Linked DNA regions of Mus musculus: region 2 is linked to region 1. A link is a contact called in public promoter capture Hi-C data. All regions are on one chromosome and are shown on one strand. The core of a region is the stretch at or near the end of the contact, and the rest is flanking DNA. Distances in the headings are between cores, read along the strand shown. Region 1 holds the start of Iqcf5 (IQ motif containing F5). Region 2 holds the start of Gpr62 (G protein-coupled receptor 62).

Region 1 (2,700 bases), core at 24-2,523:
ATAAACCTGGATGATGCGAACAGCATTCAGCAAACGACAGTATCGATGACGTATGTGCCACATCCTGAACCAGGACTGCAGTTTGACTATTGCCCACGTTTTTCGAGCGTATAACTCCAGAGCCATCCGCCGTTTCTTCCCTTGCAACATTATCATTATCTTTCTCCACCAGCACTGAATGATCCACGCGCTGAGGGCAGCATGCAGCAACGTGCGTCGTAGTAGTGTGCCACGCCACCATGCTTGGATGCGCACAGCCGCAGATGTTTCTGTCATGGCCGTAGACTTTTCTGGGCCTTGCAAGAGAGAACAGACCACTTAGGACACTTAGGGAGCTCAGGGTGAGCCAGACAGGAATCCCGATCCTCTATCTAGGAAGTTCAAGAGCTGCAGAACCCTGCAGGGCCACAGATGCACCCGGGAGACCAGCTAAATTGAACTTCCTGTGGTACATGCCAGTTAATCAGCTTGAATACACCAACCTAACATCTGAGTTTCTGGACATGTACCTGTTATGATAATAACTGTTGTGATAATAATTTAAAACTTTCTTTCTGTGTTTGGGAAGAAAGTAGATTAGAAAGCAAGAATGCTTTCCCTTGTGCTAAGTGAACTAGACTCAGTTTCTGGGGTGTGTGTGTATGTGTGTGTGTGCGTGTGTGTGTGTGTGAGAGAGATACAGGGTCTCACTATGCAGCTCTGGCTGTCCAGTAACAGGCTGGCCTTGAACTCATAGAAATCTGCCTGCCTCTGCCTCTCCAAGTGCTGGGATTAAAGCTGTGGGCCACTATACCTAGTTATTTATGGCCTTTGTTATAAAACCCCTCCTGTGGTAACTAGGAGACATTTACTGAGCCCTATGAAGTGTATCCAACCTTTAGACATTGTGAATTACTTTGTCACCTTCTATGTTCACACAGAAAAAGAAAAACAAAGCAAAGACAAAAACAACACGTGATTGAGTTACAAAACAAAATCAATCACACACATAAACCTCAGAACACTTTAAGGAAGTTTACAACTTTATATTGGGCCACGCTCCTAGCTAGCCTCATCCGCAGACTGTACATGGGCTGTGAGTTGACCATTCCTGGAAAGATCAATCTCTTATAAAACATTCAGTCCCCTGAGATAGGCATGCATGGCTAAACCTCCCCCCTGAGATCTGAATTCTACAAATTACCCATGGTTAGGGGCTAGATGTTCCCATCACCCTCCGGTCTGCTCTCCTAGCTCTGATCCAGCAGACAGAGTAGATGGAAGGAGTGATGACGTCATAAGGGTGCCTATGACACAGGCACCAGGACGGCTTCCAATAACCAACATTCTCAGCACCTGTGTTGTGTGTCACTGGCTATGACCGGAGGGTCCAATACACCCATATACAAATTCTCATAACCCACACCTTTATACCACTCAAATCTACTTGCTTCCCACAGTATGTTTTTACTCCTTCAGAAAGCTTCTTTGGGGCTAGAGAGATATGGTTCAATAGTTAAGAGCCCTGGGCAATGCTCCAGGGGACCTGGGTTCAGTCCCCAGCATCCATATGGTGGCTCACAACTGTTCCAAAGAACCCAAAGTCCTCTCCCAGCTTCCATGAGCACTACACACGTGATGCACAGACATACATGTAGGCAAATACTCATAAAATAAGAATAAATCTTTTCTTAATAGCATCTTTGGACTAGGAAGAGAGTTCAGATATTAAGGTGATAGCTATGTAAACTTTGATCCCCAGAACCTGCATAAAATAACTGGGCTCAGTAGCACATGTTTGCAGCTCCAGGGCTACAGAGGTAGAGGAGACAGAAGGATGCTCCCCAGCCCCCAGTGCACCACCATCATGCAAGACAGTTTTGGTGTGTGTGTGGGGGGGATCCCGAATATCTATCGGGGCAAGGCTTTGTAGTAAGCAGCAAACAGAGAACACATGTGCAAGCATCGAGGTGGAAGGCTATTGTGGTCTGTATCATAAACTTAACTTCTGCTCCCCTATGCATTGGTGGTCGTTAGGCAGGGGGTGGGCTTGTAACCTGGGAGTGCAGGTTTGTTGGGGAAATAACCTGGAAACTCTGGTCTTGTTGGGGATTAGCCTAGAGACTGGAGCTAGGCTCAGGTTTGGGGGCGGGGAGGTGGCGACAGGACTTGGAAACTAATGCTAAGTACCAGCCTGTTAATGGGGTCTAAATTTAAAAGATTTTTCATTTCAGGTTCAATTCTCAGCAGCCACATGGTAACTCACCACCATCTGTAACTTCAATCCACCACCCTCTTCTAACCGCCAAGGGCACTGCATGCACAGCCTATACTGACACACATACGTATAAAGTAATTAATGATGGAATGTAAAGAAACTAAGATAAAACAGTATTAATAAATGATGCAAGCCACCATCTTTCCAGCTCACGGAAAAGCAGTGAGCACAAAGGATGAGAGCCTTCAGCGGCACATCTCCGCACAGCAGACTCTTTTCCCAAAACTAAAATGTGATGACGGAGTTGCAAAGAAAATGAATTTCCAACTTGGTCGTGTGCTAACCAAACAAGGCAAGCTGTTACCCGGGAGTGTGCTTAATTAAATCAGTTTGATTGCTGCAGCTGAAGAAATGTGTCCAGAGAAAACAAACAGCGTTATTAGCCTTCCAAAGCTGCTCAGAGAACTGACGACACGAGGGGGAAACATCAGTAGCCAACTTCC
Region 2 (2,700 bases), core at 131-2,630, 49 kb after region 1:
TGACCATGCAAGTCTTGCACGAACGAGAACACAGAAGAGCCTCCATGAGGGAAGCCATAGCTTCAGGCTGGAGGCTGTCTCCCACAGAGGGCTGTAGAGGCTTAGGCTAAGCTGTGAGGGGAAACATCATAGCTTCCTCCCTCTTCCCACTCTCTAGTTTTCTGCTGGGAACTTCCGTTGGCTGAATATTCCCCCAGCGAAGCCCGGGAAGGTCGAGAACAGGAAGGTAGAGTGGAGAAGGGACCGAAGGACAAATCAGCTGAGCAGTTTGAGACTCGGGAGCAAAAAAGGCAAGGCCAGTTAGGGGAATGCTGGGACAGACGCTCTGAGTGGGCAGCAGGGTTGGTGGGGCAGCGGTATTGGTGATAAGAAATGACTAGATTCCCTGGACCTTTGACCAATTGGATCGGGTGTGGGAGAAAAGAAAGCTCTATCCTGAGGAGTTTGCCTAGGGAGACACTCAAGTCTGGTTCAAGGGAGAAGGCCCTTCAGACACCTGCTTCCTTGTCACTGTCTAGGTAGAGTTGTCATGAAGTTGGGTGATTGTAACTGGAGCATGGGCCCCTCCCGCTGGAGTTACCTTTTGAGCCACCTACCTGGGGGAGGGAGGCAGAGATGCTACATACTGAGCCTGTGCTTTTTTTTTTTTAAGATTTATTTATTATTATATGTAAGTACACTGTAGCTGTCTTCAGACACTCCAGAAGAGGGAGTCAGATCTTGTTACGGATGGTTGTGAGCCACCATGTGGTTGCTGGGATTTGAACTCCGAACCTTCAGAAGAACAGTCAGGTGCTCTTACCCACTGAGCCATCTCACCAGCCCGAGCCTGTGCTTCTTGTGGTAGGTCTTGTTAGCTCAAGCTTCAGAGCTCTGAGGTTGGGAAGGGGTGGTGCTAATGATGCATGTGCAGGGTGCGCTTTAGAAGAGAGCTGGTTTGCCAGCAGTCAAAGTCCAAGACCAGCTAAGCATCCATTTTTCTGCTAAGCCCCCCACTTCACAAGTATTCCATAAGGTGAGGTGCCAAGGTAACACTGACTGAGCAGCCATTATGTGCCATGCCCTGAGATTTCTCTCTCTCCTCCCCTCAAGACCTCCTGGGGGTTCCAAGCACATCTAAAGTTTCGGTTTTTTGTTTTTCCTGATTCCTGGGCTACCTTGAGAAAAGTAATGTCTGACCGAACTGCCCCCACGTCGCACTCCTGAGCAAGGTGGGTATGGGTCTAGGCTCAGTAAACTGTACCCTCGGGCAGTTTCACAGAAGAGCCTCCAGTCTCCAGCTGGCAGCTGTTAGAGCCAAGGGGGCTGGCACCAGGCCCTGCCCCTCCCTTACTAAGCTGTGTGTGTCTTCAAAGGGGAGCATCAGAGTGACAGCCGGTACCATCTCCACAGAGGCTGAGTGGCTGGAGCTGTGCTAGGGCAGGGGGAGAAAGCCGAGCCAGGCTCAGCCTTGCATCCACCCATAGGGCCCACCAAACCCCACAAGAAGATGGCAGCCTGGGCGTTGGAGTCACCTCCTGGGCAGCCTACGAGGTGAGGGGTCTTGAGGAGCATGGGACAGGTGATGGGAATCCTGGAGCCAGAGGCTCCATTTCCGCTCTTCCTCTAGCAAACCCCAGTGAAGCCTGAACGTTCAGATGGCCAACGGCTCGGGGCTCAGCGTCACCGAACTCGCGGGCTCGGTGGGGTTTATCCTGGCGGTTCTCGTAGAGGTGGGGGCCGTGCTGGGCAACGGCACTCTGCTCGTGGTGGTGCTGCGCACGCCGGACCTTCAAGATGCCTTCTACTTAGCGCACTTGTGCGTCGTGGACCTGCTGGCGGCTGCCTCCATCATGCCTCTGGGCCTGCTGGCCGCGCCGCCCGGGCTGGGCACTGTGCCCCTGGACCCCTCGTCGTGCCGAGCGGCGCGCTTCCTCTCGGCGGCTCTGCTCCCCGCATGCACGCTCGGCGTGGCCGCTCTCGGCCTGGCGCGCTACCGCCTCATAGTGCATCCGCTGCGGCCAGGCGCGCGCCCGGCGCCCGCGCTGGTGCTCACCGCGGTGTGGTCCGCGGCCGCGCTCCTGGGCGCGCTCTCCTTGCTCGGGCCACCGCCTGCGCCACCTCCGGCCCCAGCTCGCTGCTCCGTCCTGGCCGGGGGGCTCGGGCCCTTCCGGCCGCTCTGGGCGATGCTAGCCTTCGCGCTGCCCGCCCTCCTGCTGTTGGCCGCCTACGGTAGCATCTTCCTGGTGGCGCGGCGCGCCGCCCTCCGGCCTCCGCGCGGGACCCGGCCCCGCTCCGACTCTCTAGACAGTCGCCTCTCCTTCTTGCCGCCCCTCCGGCCACGTCTGCTGGGGGGCAAGGCGGCCCTGGCCCCAGCCCTGGCCGTGGGCCAGTTTGCAGCCTGCTGGCTGCCTTATGGCTGCGCGTGCTTGGCGCCCGCGGCGCGCGCCGCAGCGGCCGAGGCTACTGTCACCTGGGTAGCCTACTCCGCCTTCGCGGCTCACCCCTTTCTCTATGGCCTGCTGCAGCGCCCGGTGCGCCTGGCGCTGGGCCGCCTTACCCGCCGAGCGCTGCCTCGGGCCCCGAAAGCCTGCACATCGCAAGCCTGGCACCTGCAGACACTCCTTCGGCGCCTCCAGGAACTCCGCAAGGACCCTGTCCTAGGCCCTTCTGAGGCACCAGAACAGGCCCGAGAATTGGCAAGACAGACCCCGAGTGTGT

What was found. Capture Hi-C pulls out chosen DNA fragments and counts their contacts.
Region 2: a contact with region 1 is called in a promoter capture Hi-C map of pancreatic islet. The contact joins the promoter of Gpr62 here to the promoter of Iqcf5 in region 1. A contact is called at or near these places in 2 of 39 promoter capture datasets (the C10 cell line and macrophages), 1 of 15 datasets of contacts at CTCF or cohesin (the NIH/3T3 cell line), 1 of 484 Hi-C or Micro-C datasets (the G1E-ER4 cell line), 5 of 115 datasets of contacts at active chromatin or transcription factors (the SCID.adh cell line, embryonic stem cells and large pre-B cells) and 3 of 9 other capture datasets (adipose tissue, liver and pancreatic islet).

What each region holds. Positions count from the first base shown.
Region 1 is chr9:106,513,146-106,515,845 of GRCm38.p6, reverse strand. Iqcf5 (IQ motif containing F5) reads right to left here and starts at 1,273. Exons shown (of 2, transcript NM_029300.1): 1 at 1,184-1,273; 2 at 1-296. The coding sequence starts at 1,187. It also overlaps a transcript of Iqcf3 not described here.
Region 2 is chr9:106,464,665-106,467,364 of GRCm38.p6, reverse strand. It overlaps Gpr62 (G protein-coupled receptor 62), which reads left to right and starts at 1,380. Exons shown (of 1, transcript NM_001159652.2): 1 at 1,380-2,700. The coding sequence starts at 1,638.